Regions from separate parts of the Oryctolagus cuniculus genome. Here region 2 is linked to region 1. The links are chromatin contacts, called in public Micro-C maps. All regions are on one chromosome and are shown on one strand. Each heading gives the region's core, a stretch centred on a gene start, on an enhancer-like site or on the middle of the called end of the contact. The rest is flanking DNA. Distances are from core to core; before and after follow the strand shown.

Region 1 (6,840 bases), core at 1,458-3,957:
AAATAAATCTTAAAAAAAAAAAAAAAAAAAAAAAAAAAGAGCTCCTATCTTCCAGTTTAATCCCCAAATGCCCACGACAGCAGGGCTGGGCCAGGCTGAGGCCAGGAGCCTGGAACCTCACCCAGGTCTCCCACAGGGTGGCCGAGACCCAACACTTGAGTCACCACTGCCACCTCTCCAAGTGCACACAGTGGAAGCTGGAACTGGAAGGAGAGCTGGGAATGAAACCAACCACCTGATATGGAATGTGGTCATCTTCTCTTTCTTTTTAGTGCTTGTTTGAAAGGCAGTTAGAGAGAGAGGAGGAGACACAGACAGAGATCCTCCATCCGCTGGTTCACTCCCAAATGGCTGCAGTGGCTGGGGCTGGGCCAGGCCTCAGCTAGGAGCCTGGAACTCCCTCTGGGTGTCCCACGTGAGTGAAGAAGCCACGTACGTGGGCCATTTCCCCCCGCTTTCCCAGGTGCACTCGCAGGAGCTGGATCGGAAGTGGACCAGCCGGGACTTGAACTGTGCCCGGATGGGATGCAGGTGGCGGCCTAACCTGCTGCGCGCGCCACAACACCGGCCCCGAATGGGCTCATCTTAACGAGCATCTTAACTGCTAGCAAATGCCCTCCCTCAAACACATCCTTCAAAGGTCAAGTGCGAGCAGGGGTCTGTGTAGACGAACAGAAGGTACAGAGGCAAACATCGGGAAATCAGGGACGCCCGGCCCGGCAGGAACGAGCAGGCTGCTCAGGCGCAGTGATTAGTCAGTGACGGAATGCCAGCTGGGGCCACGCAGGAGGCACCCAGGGCAGCACTGAAAGCCAGCAGAGCCTTAGGAAGCACGGACGTGGCTGGGGAGGGGGGCCCTGTGGTGCGGCGGGTTACGCTGCCACTTAGGGCACCTGGCTCCACCTAGGAGCACGGGGTTCCAGGCCCAGCTGTTCCTGCATGTGATTCGGCTGAGACCTGGGTGGCGTGAACCGGTGGGTGGGAGGTCTGTCTCTCTCTCCTATCAATGATAAGCACAGATGCCTACATACAGAGAGAGAGAGAAGCCCCGGCCTACCTTGTCTAGAACCACGTCACTCTTCCTGAGCTCTAAGACCTTGGAGAGGTAGCGACAGAGCTCAGCATTGGCCTCTCCCTCCGACGGAGGCGCCGCGATGGCGACGCTGACGGCTTCAGCGGTCAAATCTGGAATGAGAACAGCGCGCACTTGACCCGTAAGGAGCCCTCGCTCTTCTACCGACCCTGCTGACCAGGGACGTCCCCTGGATTCCGACACGGGCAAGGCGGCTCCCAGGATCCCACAGGGCTATTCCAGTCTCCTCGCCGGACCTGGGTTCATCTCCCCATGCACCCCGAGGGTCTCAGAATGTACTGTTCACGTAACAAAGACTTACACAGCACTGACCATAAACTAGCTGAATGCACACAGAATGAGGGCACTGGAGCCAAGAGGTACTGCTGAGCAGGCTTCTGGCACAGCGGTCAAGTCGGCCCTTGGGACGCCTGCATCCCATATGGGAGGGCCTGGGTTCGAATCCCAGCTCCTCTGCTTCTGATCTGGCTTCCCGCTCATGTGTATGCTCGGAGCAGCAGGTGAGGCTCCAGTATTTGGATCCTTGCCACCCACATAGGAAACCCGGACCGAGAGGGAGAGAGCTTTTCCATCCACTGGTTCACTCTCCAAATGCAACCAGGCTAGGGCTGGGCCAGGCGGAAGCCAGCAGCCTGGAACTCCACCTGGGTCTCCCACGTGGGCACAGCGGCCCAAGCGCTCGGGCCGTCCTCTGCTGCTTCCCCAGGTGCATCAGGAGGGAGCTGGGGTTAAGTCCGGTGCTCACAGGGTGGGGTCGCGAGCGGCAGCCTCACCCGCCGCGCCACGATGCCAGCCCCACACTGACTAGCTCCCGGGATAAGCCTGCCGACTGACCCCCGGCTCCCGCCCCCGCGTCCACACGTACCTGTTACAGCGTTCTGCTTGGCGCCGGGCTTGGCGTGGATGGCTATGGTGACACAACCTTTAGGATCGACGGCCACGGGACCCGAGGGAGGAAGCGGTGCCTCGTGGTCCTTGCTCTGGCTTCTACCCTAAAATGACAACCACCACGCGGCTTGACAGGTCTCCTTCGAGGCTCAGCGGGGGCTGGCCCTCCCCACCTCCCTCGGCGCGGGGCAGGGAGCACCTGCCGCGCATCCCCGTACCCCGGGCAGCGGGAACCCCAGGCGGCCGGCGCTACTCCACGAGGCCTACGAGACGCCGTGTCGGGCCCTGTGCTTCGCTCTACAGACCCGAACGGAGCCCCAGGGCGGAGCGAAGGCAGTGGGGGTGGGAAGACGCCCCGGGACCCGCGGCCCTGGTCCCCGGGAGCTCGGGCTGCGCCGGCCCTGGCCGGGATCCTGCAGAGTCTGAGAGCGGCCGCAGCGGGCCGGGCCGTGCCGGGCCCCCCTCGGTAGGGAGCCTCCAGCCGGGGCCGCTCCTCTCGCGTTCTCGGGGCGGCCCTGCGTCCCACCCTCTGGCCGCCGCCGGGCTCGCCACTGACCTTGCTCGTCGCACCCGCTTTCTTGGGCATCCCGGCGCCGTAATGGAGCCGAGCGTCGGCCCTGACGCCGAGGCCTGCCACAGGTCCCCGCAGCCGGCTGCCCAGCCGCAGCATGCCCACTCGGGCGGGCGCCCACAGCGCGGCCCGCGCCGGAAGAGCCCTTTGCGCATGCGCACGTGGCAGGCAGGCGCGGCGCCTGCGCCCCGAGCGTCCGCTCCGGCTCGAGAGCGACACCTTGCGGCCGGCGGGGACGGGTCTCGCTCCTCCGGCGCCTGCGCGGGGCCGTGAGCTGGGAGGGGACCGCGGAAACAGGAGCACCAGGGGCCTGAGGTCTGATCGAAAGAAGGAGCCCCGGGGAGTGCGCCTCGTGCAGCTTCATCCAGGGCCGTGGGCGCCAGAGCCGGTCGGTCCTCCGGAGCTGGCGAGGGCGCAGCCGGTGGCCTGCGGGCCAGCTTCCGTGCACAGGGCGGGCACACAGGTGTGGACAACCCAGGGCCCTCACCCCGAGGGGCCAGGACAGGAGAGGTGAGCCTGAGCCAGAGTAAGCAACACCATCATTTTCCCTCTTGAGATTAGAACAGGGAGGAAAGACCCGACGCCGAGGGCAGCAGGGTGGCAGCTCCTCCGAGCTGTGTTAGGCAGCCCGAGGCTGTGTTGTATTATCTCCATACATTGCAGCTAAACCAAAGGCTGTCATGCATCCCACTTTAGACGACAAATGACAAAAAAGAGAAAAGGATAATGTGCATTTATTTTTTAAAAATTCCAGGGGACGTCCCGATGTCAGTAAACAGCTGGGGTTCCTGCACCTGTGGCCGCATACCGTCACAAGCATGGTTTAGCACAATGCAACGAGGCACGGGAAGCGCCTTCAACATCAAACCCACAGCTAGTCTGGGTCTGCGCTTTCTAAGGCAGAAGTTCTTTCTGTAAGGGGCACGACAGTGTTCGCTGGCTAGTCTTCAGTTAACCAGAACGACACGTTCCGCGGGCAATCCAGTCGACTGGGGCTGCAGAAGCAGAGAGAGGAGAAAGCCCCCTCCCTCGGCAGCTGCAGGAGGCCTCGGCCCCCACTGCCCACCTTCCTGACAATACACACGGAGCAAGACTCCAGAGGAAAAACGTGTGCATCCCCGTTACTATTTAGAAAATATCAATCATCCTCCACAGCGATTGGATGTCTGCAAACTTACAGACGCTTCCGTTTTTCATAGGATTATCCCTTCCAAGGGAAAAGGTGTGATAGGAAAATCCGCGTCATAAGGAAAGTTGATGAAGCTCTGCTGACTCTCCGCTCCTAACGCAGCGCGGGTGCGCTGACCGCGGTGCTGAAGTGGCCTCCGCTCAGTCCCCGCAGCCCCCGGACAGGCGCGGCCGAGCCTCGCAGTCTGTCTACTGAACAGGAATCAGTCCTAGCCCACACCGTTAGGCCCTTTGCTTATATCGCATTATTGCGAATTTATACAAACTCCATTAATAGTTTTACACTGTATTATGTAACACGTTTCTATACTATTACAAAATATCTGTTCCTTTAAATGCATTGACCATTTTCTTGGGCATTTATTAGGTCTATTTTTAGCATCTCTCCAAATGCTAGCCACCAGATATTTCAAACCCCGAATATAAAGTCAGTTTTATTAATTCTTTGAAATTAGTTATGAGAGCTCATTGGGACTGTAGGAATACTGACCCAACTCATCTAACCCTTCCAAACGGCTAAAACAAAAACAGAAAACAAAACCAGCTACATAAAACAAGATGATTCCAGAACTATTCCAAGACCGTGACCCAGCTGACCTAGGAAATTATACAAGGCGGAGCTGAAATAGCTTCGCTTTTGTTTCTATACAATTACACCCAGTTCTCTTCCTCTAAGATCGTAAGAAAATGGAAAACCTGCCTTTAAGTCAGTCATGCAGAGATTTCAATGAACATTTTCCTATCTCCTTTGAGAAACTAAAATGTTTTTTTATTTTACAATTATAAATACTCAAACACTCCAGCTATTTTTGGGGCCAGTTATTTGTGGTTTTGAGACTAGACGGTATGGTACTACTGAGCTAAGATGTACTGTGATGCTAAACTATGTATAAAATATGATTTCTGGGATTTGTCCATCTTCTATGGAAGTGCCATTGTTATTGCCAGGAGAACTGAAAAATAAGAAAACAGTCTTGCTCGCGGCCGGGGTCTCATGGACCACCTTCTTCAGTCCTTTTGTGCCGTAGTGGGAATCCGGACCCTGAGTGAGAACAAAAGGTTCATGAGCAATTTTCACTTAATAACCCTCAATCTAATGTGCTATTTTAATTAGATTAGTGGTTTACATTCCATTATAGCTCCTACAAAATTTTATGCTAAGTCATTTAATGAAAAACGAAGGTTTTGCCCAAAAGCTAATTAATGAGCACAGAGTGCAGACTGAGTGCAGAGCTCGGCTATTAGGGAGTAAGAGCTCTCAAGAAAGTAATTATTTTCCATTCATTCAGACATTCTAATTTCCTACTCAGACCAGCGGCTACTTCTTAGACCCATTTCCTCCTAAAGAGCTGTACCGAGGAGCACTTCTTTCCCCAGACCACGAGATAGGTCAGCTCCCAGCCTGCCTTCCACCCCGCTCTGCAGGTGCTTCCCAGCTCCTGAGGCATCCAGGACCGAGCTGGGGCCCCACCAGCGCCGGGGTGTGTGTGTGTGTGTGTGTGTGTGTGTATGCACGCGCGCGCACGCTCTAAGCCGCTCTTACCTTGAGGGTGGCGCACGCTGTGTAGCACACGTTGGGCAGGATTTCTATGGGCTCCTTGAACATGACCCTGAACGTGTTCGCGGTCCCATCACAACTAAAGCCGGTATCATTTTGTCCCAGGGTTTGTTTTTTTTCATATTCAATGATCTGTAAGTTTTGAAAGGTTAATTATATTTAAGTCAAAGCAGTCGAATGGACCACTGAGTCTGTGCTCTGACTCTCTCTCTCTCCTGCTGAGAGCCCCAGGAGCAGAGAGGCGCTACTTCCTGCTGGGCAGGAGCTCCAAGTTGGCCTTGGCTGGGGGACAGAGAAGCGTCCCCAAAAGGGCTTTAGAATGTGTGCACTTCACCTAAGGGACATGAGCCTTTAATGCTTGCCAGCTGACGTCTTGTTGCTAGAAAACCCCCTCACCATTGCCCATGTCTTAATGTAATTTACTGCAATTAAAATGACCTTCAGGGGCCAGCGCTGTGGCGTAGTGGGCTAAGCCTCCACCTGCAGCGTCGGCATCCCATGAACGCCTGCCTGTTTGTGTCCTGCTGCTCCTCATCCCATCCAGCTCTCTGCTGTGGCCTGGGAAAGCAATGGAAGATGGCCCAAGTCCTTGGGCCTCTGTACCTGCATGAGAGACCTGGAGCCATCTGGGGAGTGAACCAGCAGATGGAAGACCTCTCTCTCGGTCTCTCCCGGTGTGTAACTCTACCTCTCAAATAAAAAATTTTTAAGAAAATTAAAAAGGAGATGGAAACAGTAACAGTGAAACAAGCTGAAGCCATGTGTGCTGACTAGGTCAGGACAGGAGCCCCAGTGCGGGCAGGGACTGGGTACTGGGTTCCCAGCGGTGTGCAGTTTATGGAAACTGAGCCCTCAGTACCACTTATAGAATATGCACACTTTTCCTGTGTGTCTATCAAAGTTCAATTAAAAAAAAATACTGAAAGGACACACCATGATGGTGCCCTGGAGAACAGCAGTGGGCATGGGATTTGGCTGTGACTGTGCAATCCAGGAAAAAACCACGGGCTTCTCCTGAGTTTCACTCGGATCTTTTCATTTGGGAACGAATCTTGCTTTACCTTCTTCCCAAGATTATTGTGAGAATCAAAGTAACGACACACGACAGTGACTGGCCGAGTGCTAGCACGTTCCACGCAGCCTCGCCGTGGCGTGGGTTCCGCCTGACTGACGGCAGGGAGGAGAGGGAGGCTCACGCAGGTCGCTGATGCGCCCACCGCTATACCTCGCAGGGCTCCCTGGCTTCAGCAGGGCTCTCCATCGCCCTTCACCTGGCAAGACCCAGGGCAGGAACTCTGAAACGTGGGACCTATCAGCCTCGCCTGCCTTCTGCCATTGCCCATCACTCGCCTTTCTGACTCGCTGCTCTCAATACTGCTGTCCGTGGGGATGTTAGAGAAATGGAGATGCACTCAGCCCTCAGTCTACCGTCTTTCCTTAATGGGGTATGGAGCCAGTGACAGTGCACGGGGTTGACTACTGCTCTTCCAAGCGTGGACAGAAGGCAGCCCCTCTCTCTCTGCCTTTGAAACCCACGTGTCA
Region 2 (6,840 bases), core at 2,863-5,362, 97 kb after region 1:
TCTCCATCCATCATCCACCATCCATCCATCCATCCATCATCCACTCTCCATCCATCATTCACCATCAGTCCCTCCATCCACCCATCATCCTACATCCATCCATCCATCCACCCATCATCCAACATCCATCCATCCATCACCCACATCCATCCATCCAACATCCATCCATCATCCACCATCCATCCAACATCCACCTACTCATCCAACATCCATTTCTCTCCCTCCCTCCTTTCCACTTTCGCTCCTAACCTCTTTCCTTCCCGTCCTCTTCCTTTATCCTGGGGCATATGGCAAAGGTTATCCAAAGTCCAGTGTCAGGTTGCCATGTTGGGGTGTGTGTGTGTTGCGTGTGTGCGGGGGGTGGTGTCGGCTCAGGAGAGGCACTTTCTGCAGCTCTGAAGATGGTAAGTCCTGGTGTAGCCATGAAGGCCATTGGCGTGGCCTCAGGTGGTTCTTTGTCTAGAGCTGGGGGCCCTGTTTTTGGAGGTGTGGGAGGGAAGTAACCTCGTGGAGGTGGGAGTTATTGAGGTGGGTTGTCTGTCGCTCCCCATCTTCGTGGAGGAACGACACTAAACCCTGCGCTGTTCTTTTGTCTGCTTGGCCCTTCCCGGGTTTGCTGCTGGTCCTTCCCGGGTTGGCTGCCGACCCCTCCACTCCGTGGAGGGGCAGCTCCCCCTGCCACTTTCCCCACTTCCGCGGGGGAGCGGCACACCGCCGGCCGGCTCTCTCGGGGGCTGCTCAGATGTGGGCTGCTCAGATGTTATCCGGATGTTCCTGGTGCATGTTGTCTCTCTCCTCCTTTATAGTCCTCTTCCACCAATCCCAACTCTGCTGCCCACACGCCGAGCACGCTGCTCTCCTCCAATCAGGAGCAGGATCAGCTCCTGCAGCTTATCAGTCAAATTGGCAAGAGGCAGCTGCGTAGAGGTTGTTTGGTCTCTTTCTCTCAGCGCCATATTGTGGGAGAGCAGATGCATAGAATAAGTCTTAATTCCAGTAACTTAGTCTAGTCTCAGTTGCTCCCCACAGTGGGTCTTCCATGCAGACAGGAGCCCCTTGTATACATGGTGTCCCCAGGACCTGCCACAGAGGCATGCAGGGTACGGATTTTTCTCAGTAGGTTTTTCAGTAAATTAAAAACCAGATGAGTGCAGAGGATGTGACTTTGCCACGGTCACGCAGTTGGAGAGGGCGCCAGGGTCCAGCCTCCTGACTGCCCACGCCCTGCTCTGCGGGGTCTCCCTGCCACCCTGCCTTTCCCGGGAGCAGATCTGGGGTTTGTGCCCCTGGTTTGCTGCTGGAGACCAGGCTGGCCCTGGTGTGGGCTGACTCCACGCTGGCCTCAGGCCTGGCCCACACTCTCCTCCTCCTAGGATTTCCTGGCCTCACCCTCTGGCCTGTTTGGATATACAAGGGGTCTTGAAGAATTTTCTAGAAAACCCATAGTGTATCATGAGAAAAACTATGCATGTGTTTCAAAACTGTTTTGCACTGAAATGAACGTATCTTCAAATTCCATTTTCTCACGAATCATTTGAAGTCCTCTAGTACACGTGACCTTGCCCTTGTGCCCCGGAAGGTGTGTGTGGGGGCAGGGAGCTCTGTCTGTGTATTTCTTCTGGCTGGCCTGGAGGAAGCAAGCGATGGGGCACTGGGGTTGGAAGAGGGTAGGTGGAGCCCGCAAGGGCCAGTGGGGGTGGGGTAGAGGGCGCTCCAGACCTAATGCCTGTGCACAGGAGACTGGTCAGGACACGTGGAGGCTGAGGGCCTGGTGGCTCCCTTCCCCTGAAGTCCCCGGGCTCTGGCCCGGAGGGTGGCAGAGGAATGTCCCTGCCTGTATGGTGACAGAGCTGCAGGCAGAGGCCAAAGGCCGTCCCTGAGGCCCCGGCCGGCCAGTAAATTCAATGGTCAGGAAGTTGCAGGCACCCGGTGTTTGTTTTCCTAAATGACCGCCTCCCTCTTCTGGTTGTTGCAGCTCCTGGACAATTGTAGGGGTGGCTGCCTTCATCCTGCTGCTGGTGGCCTTGCTGGCCCGGGTCCTTGTCAAAAGAAAACCGCCCCGGGACCCGCTGTTCTATGGTACGTCTCCTCCTCGCACCTGTTCCTCTTTGGTTGTGTACCCGCCGGTGACAGCGGCCGGAAGTGGGCGGTGTTTCAGGCGCCTGTCCTCAGCTGTGGCTCCGCCCTCTCGCAGGTGGGACCCTGGAGGAGGGTTTCCGCCAGGGCCACCAAGCCTCATTCCCCCAGCGCCTAGCATGCTGGGGCCCTGACCTCTGACTTCTGGCTTCAGCTCGGGTACCAGCCCCTTCGCGGGCTTCCTGTCCCCCGCCCCCCTAATCTGGCAGAGAAGTGGGGTGCCTCTGTCTGCACAGTTTGTATAAGACAGGAAAACAATAAAGCGAGGGCGCTTCAGAAAGTTTGTGGAAAATGGAATTAGAAGATAAGTTCATTCTGGGATTAAAAAAGGTTCACCAAGTAAAATTGGCTTAGTCTTCAAAAAGTTCATGGAAGCTACTTGTTATGTAAAAACTATGCATGGATTTTACACTTTTTTTTGCACCAAAATTATGCTTTCCTTTTAACTCTATGTTTCCACAAACTTTCTGAGATTCCCCCTTGTACTAACCATGGGGGGGTAAGATGAGGAGGGGGATGGGACAGTTCCCAGCCAGCACGTGTGTGTGAGTGTGGGGGTACGAGAGTGTCATTGTGTGTGATTGTGAGTGTGTGTATGTGTGTGTGAATGTGTGATTGTGATTGCGTGAGTGTGAGTTGTGGGAGTGGGTGTGAGAGTGTGTGATTGTATGTGTGTGGGTGTGTGAATTTGTGATTGTGACTGTGAGTATGTAAGGATGTGTGTTGAGTGTGTGTGTTGTGTGTGTGATTGTGAGTATGTGATTATGAGTCTATGTGATTGCATGTGTGTGATTGAGTGTGTGTATGTGTGTGAGTGTGTGTCAGTTTGTGTGTGTGAATGTGTGATTGTGAGTGTGTGGGAGTGGGTGTGAGAGTATGTGATTGTATGAGTGTGTGAATATGTGATTGTATGTGAGAATGTGTGAGTGTGTGAATATATGAGTGTGTGAGTGTGTGTATGTACATGTGTGTGGGTGTGTGGGTGTGTGTATGTGCATGTGTGTGTATATGTGCGTGTGTGTGTGAGTGTATGTGTGTGTGTGAGTGTATGTGTGTGCGTGTGTGAGTGTGTATGTGCGTGTGTGTATGTGTGTGTGAGTGTGTGTGTGCATGTGTGTGTGTGCGTGTGTGTGTGAGTGTGTATGTGCGTGTGGGTGTGTGAGTGTGTGTGCGTGTGTGTGTGTATGTGCATGTGTGTGGGTGTGTGAGTGTGTATATGTGCGTGTGTATATGTGCGTGTGTGTGAGTGTGTACGTGCGTGGGTGTGGGTGTGTGAGTGTGTGTATGTGCGTGTGTGTGGGTGTGTGAGTGTGTATATGTGTGTGTGAGTGTGTGTATGTGCGTGTGTGTGTGTGTGTGAAATGAAGCAGACTGCCGCCGGTGCTGGCTGAGCACCCGCTGGGCTCTGCAAGGGCTCTGAGCGCTCACTCACACTGTTGTTTTATTTGATCCTCATCACAGTAGCCCTCCATATGCGAAGGAAGATGCTGGCTCAGAGCTGCAGAGCCATGGGATCAAGGTCACAGGGGCCTTGACCTTGAAGCCCATGGCCACGTGTGCCGCCTCCACAAGGCTGCCCTTGGCCTGTGAATGCTTCCTGTGGCCTGCACTTTGCCAGGCGTTTCATGTTGTGTCTACACTCCCCAAATCTCCGGGTCTTCTCGAGGCATCCAGTTTTCTCACTCCTGGGGCTGTGGGTGGGATTCAGGGCTGTTCCCTGCGGCTCCCTGCCTTCAGACAAGCAGCTCCCTCCCCAGAGCCTGCCCTTCTCGCGGTGGGCAGAGCAGCACAGCGGGATGAGAGGAGGGGAAGCCAAGTCACTTAATGCCAGCCGTGCTCTGGAGTGGCCGCTGTCACTCGCGAGGCGGCGGGCTGAGCGCAGGGAGCAGTCTCTGCCCACGGAGGGCCTGGCAGAGGCAGAGCGGGAAGGGAGAGTGGTGAGCCGCGGGCTTCTCCCAGCGCCCGCCCACGGAACTCGGGAGCTGAGAGGAATTGTGCGGCTTGCTGCTGTTTTCATAGCCAGGGAGCAGATGCGCTGGGCCCAGGGACCTCAAGTTCCACATCCTCTTCCTGCCCCACTCCACGCAGCCCACACTTAGCTATGCCAGTGTCCTTGTCTGTTACAGCTTTGAGCGCACGGCGGCCCGAGCCAGGCTCCTCGCCCACTGGAAGCCAGGGACCACATCCTTGTCCTCGGTAACGCGGCATCTGCCAGCCGCGGTAGCATCTGCTGCTGTCGGTAGATTAGACTCTCATCGCCTCCTTCCCTGCTAATCCTGGCGCCTTCCAAAGGAGGAGAGTGAGGAAGTGGGGGCCGGCGCTGTGGCGCAGTGAGCTGAGCCACCCCCTGCAAGGCCGGCATCCGGTATTGGAGTACTGGTTCAAGACCCAGCCACTTGGCTTCTGCTCCAGCTCCCTGCTCATGCTCCCGGGAAGGCAGCTGAGGCTGGCCCCTGCTGTCCGTGCCCAGGGTTCGACACCAATTTGTTCTTACTTAAAATGCGGCTGTCTAGAAAAAATAACAAACACAAAGCTGATTCCCCATAGCCGTTGTCTGTGCCAGCTATGTACACCCCGGCCGGCGACACGGCTTTTTCTCCTGTAATAGCCCACCGTGCCATCTTGGCTTCTATTTTTGTCATCCCTTGGCCTTTTATCCTAAAGCCTCTTGCATAGAGCCCGGCCTGGAGCAGGCAAACAACCGGACACGCGGGGCTGCAGCCTGGCCCCGGGACCCATGAAACGATTCCCCTCTGCTAAGTCACTGTTTTCAGCCCTTGGGTCACCACTGTGCTTCACAGGCCCGTTGGCCGCTGGCTTTGTCCCTGCTGCCCAGTGGGATGCTGGGGTGGCCTGGTGTCATTCCCCACCTTGGGGACGTGCTCCCTACACCCAGGGTGGGCAGCCTGAGACCCACTGGGTGTGCAGCAGGTGTCTGGTCTGTTAGTCTAGGTTGATGACGTCAGCAAGATCTTCTAGAAAACGTGAAGAACATTCCATCTGCTGGTTCACTCCCCAAATACCCACAACAGCCAGGGCTGGAGCCAGGAGCCCAGAACTCCATCTGGGTCTCCTACGTGGGTGGCAGAGGCCCAAGCAATTGAGCCACTATCCCTGCCTCCCATGATTCCCGCTTTTTATTTTTATTTATTTTTTAACATAATGCACCGTATTATGCCTTTACAATTTTTAAAAATATTTATTTATTCATTTGAAGGTCAGTTATGGGGAAACAGGAAGAGACAGAGAAAGAGAGATCTTCCATCTATGGTTCACTCCCCAAATGGCCACAATGCCTGGGGCTGGGCCAGGAGTCAAGAGCTTCTTCCAGGTCTCCCACGTGGGTGCAGGGACCCAAGCACTTGGGCCATCTTCCACTGCTTCCCCAGGTGCATTAGCAGGAAGCAGAATCGGAAGTGGAGCATCCGGAACTCGAACTGGCGCCCATACGGGATGCTGGTGTTGGGGTGCGGCTCTACTGCTGCTCCACAGCGCCGCCCAGAGGCCTGCTTTGTAAACTGCTGCCTCCCTGCCCTAGTGTATGCGGTTTTCGGATTTACGAGCGTGGTGAACCTCATCATCGGGCTGGAGCAAGATGGGATCATCGACGGCTTCATGACCTACTACCTGAGAGAGGTAGGGGCCCCTGGCCGGTGGGCAGCTCACGCCGCGGGCCTGGGCGAGCAGGGCGGCCTGCGCACCTGTCTCCTGCTCCTGCGACTGCATCGTGCCGCCCACCCGCCTCTCCCCTCGACCTATACCTAACATAAATGAGGAACTCGCGAGGCCCTTCATAGAACCTGCGAAAGCCCCCATGTTAAATTTGCTAGGTGCCAAACACAGAGGCATTCAAGGGAGCCATTTGGTTGTGCTGTTTAACCCCCACCTCCCACCCCCTGTGCACACACGCAGCTCAGAGCATCTGGGAGAGAGAGCGAGCGAGCGAGCAAGCTAGAGAGCTGTTTCCTTACTTCTGATGTGACGATGTAGCCGCACAGGGATTCGGGGAGCTTCTCAAGGTCACACAGGGAAGCTTATTCTGCATCTGCATTTCAAATTCTGGACAGATTTCTCTGTGAGCCAAGAGTGTGGACTCCATCCTGTGTGTGGGGGAAGACTTTAAACTGTATTTACTTGAAAGAGCAACAGAGAGAGAGAGTGAGCTTTCACCTGCTGGTTCACTCTCTGAATGCCCACAACAATCAAGGCTGAGCCAGGCTGAAGCCAGGAGCCAGGAGCCCCATCTGGGTCTCCCACGTGGCTGGCAGGGACCCAAGTACTTGAGCCATCACCTGCTGCCTCCCAGCAGGGAGCTGGACCGGAAGTCGAGGCGGCACTTGTTCCCAGGGGTGAGGGAGGATTTTAAATCAGGGCGGGATCGGCCCTCAGGGAGGGGTGAACGTGTTTTTCTGCGTGGCAGGGACACGGCTCTGCCCACACAGAGGAACTGCCGCGTACAGCGGATGGCAAACGCTCCTGGCTACCCAGGGAGGCAGAAGGCACCCAGGGAGGGGACAGCTGGGGCAGAGGAGGGAGCGGACAGGGAGTCCGTGTCTCCCTGGGACACATCCCCACCAGTGGGTGGTGCTGAGGTCCCCTGGGACACGCGGGGGTTTCCAGGGCTCGGGGACATCCACAGGGCTTGATGGGGCTTTGTGCTGAGGGCGGGTCCTGCAGAGCGACTAGGGGCCTGGGACCCCCGGG

The links. Hi-C and Micro-C count contacts between places; a contact is called where the count stands out from the background.
Region 2: a contact with region 1 is called in a Micro-C map of ear pinna, with 3 times the contacts expected there. The contact joins the enhancer-like site here to the promoter of C12H15orf40 in region 1. A contact is called at or near these places in 3 of 6 Hi-C or Micro-C datasets (ear pinna, skin fibroblasts and an unstated tissue).

What each region holds. Positions count from the first base shown.
Region 1 is chr12:101,882,865-101,889,704 of mOryCun1.1, forward strand. C12H15orf40 (chromosome 12 C15orf40 homolog) reads right to left here and starts at 2,708. Exons shown (of 4, transcript XM_002722994.5): 1 at 2,538-2,708; 2 at 1,959-2,085; 3 at 1,058-1,185. The coding sequence starts at 2,651. BTBD1 (BTB domain containing 1) reads right to left here. Exons shown (of 9, transcript XM_051834251.2): 8 at 5,284-5,430; 9 at 3,271-4,782. The coding sequence ends at 4,624.
Region 2 is chr12:101,978,494-101,985,333 of mOryCun1.1, forward strand. TM6SF1 (transmembrane 6 superfamily member 1) reads left to right here. Exons shown (of 10, transcript XM_051834261.2): 2 at 1,976-2,079; 3 at 5,675-5,772. The coding sequence starts at 5,752. Among named protein-coding and RNA genes, the nearest start is that of TM6SF1, 7.4 kb to the left of the region's middle. Within about 2 kb of position 4,113, at least 2 of the 8 cell types and tissues checked have an H3K27ac peak or open chromatin away from gene starts, as enhancers often do.